3 separate regions of the Mus musculus genome follow, and regions 1 and 2 are each linked to region 3. Evidence: chromatin contacts called from public HiChIP or PLAC-seq data. All regions are on one chromosome and are shown on one strand. The core of a region is the stretch at or near the end of the contact, and the rest is flanking DNA. Distances in the headings are between cores, read along the strand shown.

Region 1 (2,700 bases), core at 157-2,656, 140 kb before region 3:
AGATCCAGTGCTTCATGGGACGGCAGTTACAACAGTAATTGGTATTAAAACAAAACAAAACAAAACATGTACAATCTTAGTTCCTATCTTGGCGCTTAAAATTGTTGAGTTTTTATGGGGGAGAAAATGGCGACTTTGTTGAAGAATTATTATATTCAACTCGCAGTATTCTTATAAACTTCCATCTTCACGTAAAACTTCAAGAGAGAAAACCCACCTTGTGATGTCTCTAGCCAGAGATAGACATCTAAGTGCAATTCACATAACCAAATCTCGGATTCTGCCGGTTTATGCTGGAGAAAGGGGTTTTCCTCTTCAACCTTGAAGCTCTGAGAACCACTCACAGTTGCCACCTCCCAGGAGAGGTGGCAGCCTTCAGGAGGAAGTGAAGTGTCCAAGGTATGTGAAGGATACTGACTTTGAAAAGGCATGTGATCTAAGTGACGAGGAGTGCTGCTGGCCTATGACCTTGTCAGGTAAGACATGTCCTTAGCAGCATGGGGTTCAACTGGAGTGTGTTCAAACCCTGATATATCCTTGTCGCTAAGGGGTGTTTCCGGGGCTGGGGGGTGGGGGGCAGGGGAGCGGGAGGCAGAGTGTGTAAGGGCTGGACCGAGTTGGATGGATAGTGTTCAGAACCCAAACCGTCTCTCTCTGCCAGTGAAGATGATGCCTAGAAGATTCGAAGAAAAATTTTCTGGAATATAACCAAATGTTCTGGTGGGGACTGTGAATATCTTATTTCCGCCCCTCCCCCGAAAATTATTTAAGTTTCTTAAGGCATAGATAATGAGCCAGAAAGATTTGGAAAGGACCGGCAATATACTGATTTAGAGGTAGGTAATGGTGACTACTGTCTTTGGTTTTTCTTCTTTCTTTTAATGGGCGTGGTTGTCACTTGGTATCTCTGAGGACAGGCATCTCCTGCCTCCTGTCCCTCTGACAGTCTGAAGCTATCTGTGGCTATTGAAGCCTTTATGTAAAAGGCATTGTCCTTTGCACGTCACCTCCACGCACCTTCTTTTAGACAGACTTAGCTCTGGATTCCTCATAATTAACACCTAATCCTGTGCCACCTGTGGAATGAGGAGAAAGAGAGTGAGTGCTGGGTACAGTTGCGACATCACGGGCTTGACTCCAGTTGGCTAATTTGGAGCCCTGCTGTTCTGTGTCCTCTTGTGAGCAGCTGCCTGATAACTCGGTGGGGAGACAGTGCAAGAGATGAGCCCTGGGCCCCCGGGGGCCACCTGCATCAGAAGCCACCAGCTCACCTTGCAGGCAGTAGGGGCAAGGTTTAAAGCCAGGCTGAAGTGTCTGAATCTAATCTCATTTCATAGATAAGAAGGGAGTGGAGGCAGGTGACTCTCCGGTAAGCTGGAGTGATAGATAACAAAATGACCTGGAGATAACTGTGCTAATGACTAAAAGTCTCACGTTCCCCCACTGCTTGCAGACCTGTGACTCAGTGCTTCCCTGACTCATCAAAGACACCAACAATTACCTCAGAACTATACAAAATAACAACAGCAAACCAGTTACTTTTTAAAAGAAACTCCATCAGAGATTTGGCGTTTTTGTATCCTTCAATCCTGTCAGGACCCTGGAAGCCCCCCCCCCTTTTTTTTTTGCAGGGTAGGGTGGTGGGGTGTGTGGGATGGTGGGGGTGTAGGGGATGTCTGTCGTTACTTTTCATAGCATCAAGACACTGATCCTCATATGCTTTCTTCCTTATTCCTGTGTAAGAAGTCTTGGCTACCTCGAAATACTTTAAGCTTAAAGGCCACCAGTGTTGCTGTTCAAGATCAGTGCATTAAAGATACCCCCAGAGTGAAGAGAAGTAACTTCAAGAGAGAGATTGTTTCTGGTGGGTAAAGGAATTGGGGGCTTTAGAGATGCAAGTGACTTTGAAGACTGACCACAACTGAGGTATGGAGCGGAATGTGGACTTGGTTTTAAAAGGAGTGACATTGATTTTTTTTTTTTAAAAAACCACCTCCCTTCCTTTGCAAACTCTAATATTTATGCTTGAAAATAAAAAATTTCCACCAGCAAGCTGGCAGCTGCTTTGAGCTTGAAGGGCTTTCAAAAGCAAAACAGAAGAATTGAATGTGGCTGCGGTTTCACAGTCTCCATTTTCTTGCCTGACCTTAAGGAGCCAAGGCACTTTTCTTTCAACACCTGCAGACAATGAGCCTCTAAAAGTGAATCTAGCTGGGCCTAACTTCCCAGGAGTCATCGTCCTGGGCCCCCTTCAGTCCGTCTGCCTCACATCGCAGGGTTTTATTTTATACTTTCACGTACAGATTCCAGCTCAAGGAAAGTCTGTCTTTATTTTCTACTTGTATTTGTTTTTAAGCAAGACTCTCTCCTTGTAGGTGTCCAGGAAACTGTTCTCTTTCCAAGCCGGATGTCAGTGTTATTCCACATACCTTAGTGCTCTTGCCTAGGAACCAGTAGATAAAATGGGAGAGTTTTGTAGCCAGCACATTTGGGAGGCATCCAAAGGGTGCTTATGTTGGCGAAAGTCAAGAAGGTCACAGGCAGCTTGAGCAGACAGAACTAGCTCTTGATTGGCATTGCCTCATGGGAGAAATTAGGACAATAAGAGAGATCTGCCCAGAAAGAGCTGAGCAACAGCCTGTATTCCCAATCTGACCAACCCAAGAATTCTGTCTGCCTGAAAGGTGCTTACACTACTAA
Region 2 (2,700 bases), core at 43-2,542, 250 kb before region 3:
GAGCAGCTCTCCCCGTGCCCGACATTAGCTTCTTCAAGTCCTGAGGTTGGAGCAATATCTGAGAGTGGGGTGATGCCAATTATCAGGTTTGGGAGGTCACCAAGGCAATCCAATTTGAATAAATTATAAATTAAAAATAAATAAAATAATAAGTGGCCCCTACCCAGGTCAGGGAGGCAACGCTGGCATTACTTGCCTGGGAACTTGGGACAATCTCAGGGTGGCCTGGGAAACCCAAGGGAGGGGCCAGGCACATGGAGTACCCAGAGCAGACAGGGAATGGAAGGACTAACGCTATCATTTATTAAGACTTACTAGGGTACATAAGGAGTGCATTAGCAGTCTCATTCGGACAAGGCATGGTGCCCCGTGCCTGTAACATCAGCCAGCCTTCTGAAGATTGAAGAGGGGTGGGGGTGGGGGATCTGAACTGAGGGTCAACTTGAGTTCTATAACCTACTCTACTTTTGTTATAATTAACGACAGAGTGCTTCCTAAACAAGCACAAAGCCCCAGGGTAGCTCCCCAGTACCTCAAAAAGGGGGGGAAGTCCCCATTTGAGAAGTGGAAATAAATATTTTTCAGATGAGTTACTAGCCCATGAGGGGTGGAAATAGACAACTTTAATCCGCACAGTGCAGAAGGAAAGAGACAGAAACAGGCTTGAGGTGTGGCTCACTATCTCCTAGCATTTCTTTCTTTCCTGATCCACCTGCCTCTGCCTCCCAAGTGCTAGGATTAAAGGCATGGACCTCCAGCCAACACTGTCATCTCATCCTTGCTGCCCCTCCCATGTCAACATGCCCACTCTTTCCCCTCCTGCCCCTTCCCACCCCCTCTGCAAAAGCATGTTTATTTACAGGCTTCAAAAGTGTCTGAAAAACTACCAAGGAAATAAGGGGAAAGCCTCAGGCCATTCACTCCTGTGGGAAAAGGAAGTGAGGGACAGAAAGGGGCATCAGGATTAACTGGTCAGAGCAACTCTGGACTGTGTGGTTTACTCCAGGCATCCCAGAGGAGGTGACACATCCTGTAGTCTGCTTCCTGCAGAGGAGCGACTCTCCTACGTGACAGTGATGTCTTCCACTTTAAGTCTTGCTTGGCTTGGGGGTTGGAGAGAGAGAGCTGCAGGGAGAGGGGGCCCCAACAGGAAATGGGGAGGGGAGAGGAGGAGGACTCTGGAAGAAAAGCATCTGGAATTCATCTCTTGGGGATAAGCCTAGCAGGCCCAGGCTCTGGGAACTCGGCTGGCCTCTGCTGCACAGCCTTCTAGTCTTGCTTCCTAGTGTGTAACCAACCACATGAGACAGCCTGCACAGCAGGCATTGGAGATATCCAGCAGAGATGGAGAGACTCTCCTTGGGAGATGAGGGCTGCTTCCAAGACTTAAAGGGCTGCGCAAGTTGCACAGGCTGTTGCAAGGTATGCAAGCTGGAAGAACAAAACCATCCCTGAGTAAACAGGCTGACTGGAGGGCAGTGTGGCCTGCACATGTGTGGGCCCTTAGTGCTCAAGGGATGGTATGAACACAGGAGCTGACGGAAGGAGGCTTTTCCAAATCCATTTGCACTGGGCTCTGCTTTCCAGAGGAGCCCTGGGGAGGAACATGAGATAGCCCCAGAGCAACATCTTAAGAAGGTCTTTAAAGTACTCCAGGCTTGTTTTAGATTTGGGGGAAAAAAACAGTTCTGGAATCATCTTGGACTGTCCATGAAGTCCGGAGAAGCTGTTTTGGAAATGTAATCCAGTCATGTCATTTCCCTGCTTGGAAAACACCAGAAACTCCTGCTGAAAGAGTTGTTCTCACCGGCCTTCCTGACAGGCGCCTTCCTGACAGGCTCCCAGCGGAAGGCTCCAGCCCTGTTAGCCACTTGGTCCTCCAAGCTTCAGGTTCAGGCCCTTTGAACCTGCTATTGTTTTTGCATAGAAGAGTGGTGTTTCCAGTGCCTGGATGAAGTGTGTGAGCCATCTATGTACAATGGGATAAGACTCGGCCATAAAAATAATAGGATCTTGTCATTTCCATCAGCATAGGTTGAGAAGTTATGATAAGTGGAATCAGCCAGACACCGACGGGCAAGGGTTGCCTGATGATGACACTCATCTGTAGACTATAAAAACTCTGACCTTGTTGCAGTTCAGAACAGTATAGTGATCCTCAGGGGCTAGCGTCAAACTGGGGAGGGTAAAGCATGTATCGATGGGTGTAGCCTTCAAGCAGATGGGAGAATCCGTTCTGGAAACTATAAGCAGGTGTCAAGATCTGTGGCCTACAAGTAGGTACACATCAGTTAGGAACAAAATTGAGGGTTGGACGTGCTGCTGAGTGGAGAGCATGCTTAGCACACGCAGTCTGTGGGTTCAACCTCCAGTACCTCATTAACAAACCAACTCACGTCAGCAAACGGAGTCGCTGGCCCCAGGGGGTGGTTGTACTGTTAAACTCCAGACTCTGGCTTGGTTTTGAGCGCTGAGGTAATTCAGTGGGACCTGGCTGTAGCTGGGATCTTGGAGGCTGTCATGCAATGATGGGCTCTTTAGGAGTCAAGGCCTCATGGGAAGGCATGGAGGTATGTCCCGCCACCTCCTGTCTCTTTCTTTGCTTCCTGGCTGCTAAGATGTGAGCTGCATCCCCCACAGGCCTACACCAAGATGCTCTGTCTTACAACAGGCAACAGGCCAACCGACTGTGTACTAGAA
Region 3 (2,700 bases), core at 12-2,511:
TTCTGAAACACTGGAGCCGGCCTCAGATAGAAATTGATACCACATGGGCTGGAGAGATGGCCCAGCTGTCAAGCACACCAATTGCCCTTCCAAAGGACCCGGGTTCAATTCCCAGCATCCACACAGCAGCTCACACCTGTCTGTAACTCCAGTACCAGGGCTTCTAGCACCATCACACAGACAAATGTGCAGCCAAAACACCAATATATATTAAATAAGAAAATAAGTAAATAAAAAAATTTGAAGCCATACAAAGCAAAGCATGTCTGGAAATTTGCAACCCTGACTTTTTCACTTCTGAACTGTTTAGAGCAGAATTATCAAGGTCTTATATTGTCTCACCCAGCTGAAGTTGATTTTTAATTATATGTAGGGGAGGAAAAAAACAACAACAACCTTCAAATGTTATATTTGGAGAAGGCAATTTTCTCAGTTCCTAAATCTAAACAGATGATCTCAGCTTATAATAGTTACATCATCCCTCAGTCCTTTGTTGTAGGAAGGTAGTCACTGAGGAAATTCAACAGTGAAACAAAAGGAAAGTTCTGGACGCGGGATGAACTCAGCTGGTTGACTGCTTGGCCAGCATGCCTGAAAACCTAGGGTTCCATGCCCAACACCTCATAAAGCAGGTACGGTAGCATACACATGTAATCCCAGCACCCTGGAGGGAGAGGCTGGAAGGTCAGACATTGAAAATAGCATCCTTAGTTACACAGGGAGTTTGAGGCCAGCTGGGGATATAATGAATATAAGAATATAAGAATGTAAGAATAAAATAAGAACGGGAGGGAAGAATGGAGGGAGGGGTAGGGAGGGAAGGGACATTCTAATAAGTGAGAAACCCAGTCTTTTGTATTTCCATTCTCCATATTTATCTGCCAACAGCTGTGTCACACTTCTAATGACCCCTGTACAGTGGGTCTGTCTTTTCTCCTCTTTCCATCCTCATTTTTTTCTTCCTTGGGGTTAAGAGAGAGCGGAAGGAGAAAGCAAGGATAGAAAGGCATGTAGGCTGGCATCTGCTGCCATCCCTGCCTCTGCTCAGCTGGGCAGAGCAGTCCTTATTAGCTCTTACATAAAACTAAGAATGTGTGCTCCTATTATTCGGGGATATTGGGTGACCACAAGAGGACAATCCATTCCACAAATTCCACTGCCCCTCATGACCAGGTGACGCAAGCTCTAGCACACAGGGCAGGTTGATTGTTTGCTCTGTCAAGGATATCTCAGCTGGCAGCCCTCACCCAGACTCCCCTTTCCTATCACTCCTGGGCTCTTCCGGTAATCTCTCTGACCAGAGTTTAGAACAAGCCAGTGAACAGGGAGGGCACTTATCAAGGGCAAACGTTTACTTTATGATGTGGCAGTTAAAAATAACCTTCCAGAAACACTGACTGCCAAGTGAAGGCTATTGTCCTGGTGGGTAGTACACCTAATACTTCCTCCTGTGGCTGGCTCGCCCACATTTCCATATTTCCTTGCCATCTACTGCTGCAAACTGGTGACGTTCAAAGGAGACCAGGATTTTTCAGAGGGTCCTGTTTCCAGAGTCCACTACTGTATTAGTTACTTTTTTTTTTTTTAATATGTGATAAGGCAACATGACCAAGACAACTTGAAAAAGAAACAGCTTGTGAGGGCTTACAGCCCCACCCAGAGCGTGAGTCCATGGCCTTGATGTAAGGAGTACAGCATCAGGCAGGCAGGCATGGTACAGGAACAGTAGCTGAAAGCTTACATGCCTAGCCATAAAAATGAGGCAGAGGGAGCTAACGGGAAATGGCATGGGCCTTTGAAACCTCAAAGCCCACCCCCAGGGACACACCTCCTCCAATATGGCCACACTTCCTAATCCTTCCCAAATAGTTCCACCAACTTGGGACTGAGTATTCAAATAATAAATGAGCTTATAGATGCCATTTTCATTCAGACTACCACACCGACTTTCCCATTTGTTCAGGATAAGAGACACATCACACTGGTTGGTACACTAGAGGCAGGGGTGAGGGTGGGGAATGCACAGCAACTACCTAGCTTCTATATTTTCACAATACATGTGGGTCCAGGGAAAGATGTCTAATTTCTAAACCTTTCATGCAGTCCACAACATATCCTGAGGTCAAGAAGAAGCTTAGACACAAAATCTAGGCTGATTCTGGGGGTCAGGAAATGGCTGAGGAAGCAGAGAGTCAGAAAAACCATCTGCACTGTGCTACGGGGAAGGTGTGGCTGTGCTGAGTAATGAAAGATTGGGCTGATGTCCATGTGGAAGCAATGATGGCCTTGGAATCCACAACTGACAGTGCTCTGAAGGATACTGCACAAAGAACTTGGAGCTGGAACATGCCCATAGCCCCAGCGCACTCCCGAGACCAAGGCAGCAGCTGATTTTGAGGTCCACTTGGGCTATACAGCAAGTTCAAGGCCAGCCAGGGCTACACGGTAAGACTTTATCTCAGACAAAACAATTTGCAAACTGCTTTAAGAGAAGAATCAGAGGTGCTCAGTTAAAAGCACTAGTTGCTCTTAACCCAGCGTGGTGGCACACGCCTTTTATCTCAGCACTTGGGAGGCAGTTGCAGGTAGATCTCTGTGAGTTCCAGGACAGCCTGGTTTACAGAGTGGATTTCAGGGCAGCCAAGGCTATTTATAGAGACCCTGCCTAAAAACACACAAGCAAACAAACAAACATATGAA

What was found. HiChIP or PLAC-seq counts read pairs in DNA pulled down with a chosen protein or histone mark.
Region 1: a FOXA1 HiChIP or PLAC-seq map of pancreatic cancer cells shows a contact between it and region 3. The contact joins two enhancer-like sites. A contact is called at or near these places in 1 of 39 promoter capture datasets (embryonic stem cells), 12 of 484 Hi-C or Micro-C datasets (the G1E-ER4 cell line, the HL-1 cell line, cortical glia and 8 more), 11 of 115 datasets of contacts at active chromatin or transcription factors (cardiomyocytes, craniofacial prominence, embryonic forebrain and 6 more) and 1 of 9 other capture datasets (embryonic stem cells).
Region 2: a contact with region 3 is called in an HNF4G HiChIP or PLAC-seq map of pancreatic cancer cells. The contact joins two enhancer-like sites. A contact is called at or near these places in 1 of 15 datasets of contacts at CTCF or cohesin (large pre-B cells), 6 of 484 Hi-C or Micro-C datasets (dorsal root ganglion neurons, embryonic retina, embryonic stem cells and 1 more), 7 of 115 datasets of contacts at active chromatin or transcription factors (embryonic limb bud, embryonic stem cells, pancreatic cancer cells and 2 more) and 2 of 9 other capture datasets (embryonic tail and embryonic trunk).

What each region holds. Positions count from the first base shown.
Region 1 is chr5:92,887,482-92,890,181 of GRCm38.p6, reverse strand. All of the region lies in intron 2 of Shroom3 (shroom family member 3), which reads right to left. Among named protein-coding and RNA genes, the nearest start is that of Mir1961, 100 kb to the right of the region's middle. Within about 2 kb of position 1,406, at least 45 of the 459 cell types and tissues checked have an H3K27ac peak or open chromatin away from gene starts, as enhancers often do. A contact at or near this core is called in pancreatic cancer cells, where this site is marked.
Region 2 is chr5:92,996,358-92,999,057 of GRCm38.p6, reverse strand. All of the region lies in intron 1 of Gm36764 (a long non-coding RNA gene), which reads left to right. Among named protein-coding and RNA genes, the nearest start is that of Gm36764, 11 kb to the left of the region's middle. RefSeq lists an enhancer at 764-1,791. Within about 2 kb of position 1,292, at least 106 of the 459 cell types and tissues checked have an H3K27ac peak or open chromatin away from gene starts, as enhancers often do. A contact at or near this core is called in pancreatic cancer cells, where this site is marked.
Region 3 is chr5:92,744,567-92,747,266 of GRCm38.p6, reverse strand. All of the region lies in intron 1 of Shroom3 (shroom family member 3), which reads right to left. Among named protein-coding and RNA genes, the nearest start is that of Mir1961, 43 kb to the left of the region's middle. Within about 2 kb of position 1,261, at least 57 of the 459 cell types and tissues checked have an H3K27ac peak or open chromatin away from gene starts, as enhancers often do. A contact at or near this core is called in pancreatic cancer cells, where this site is marked.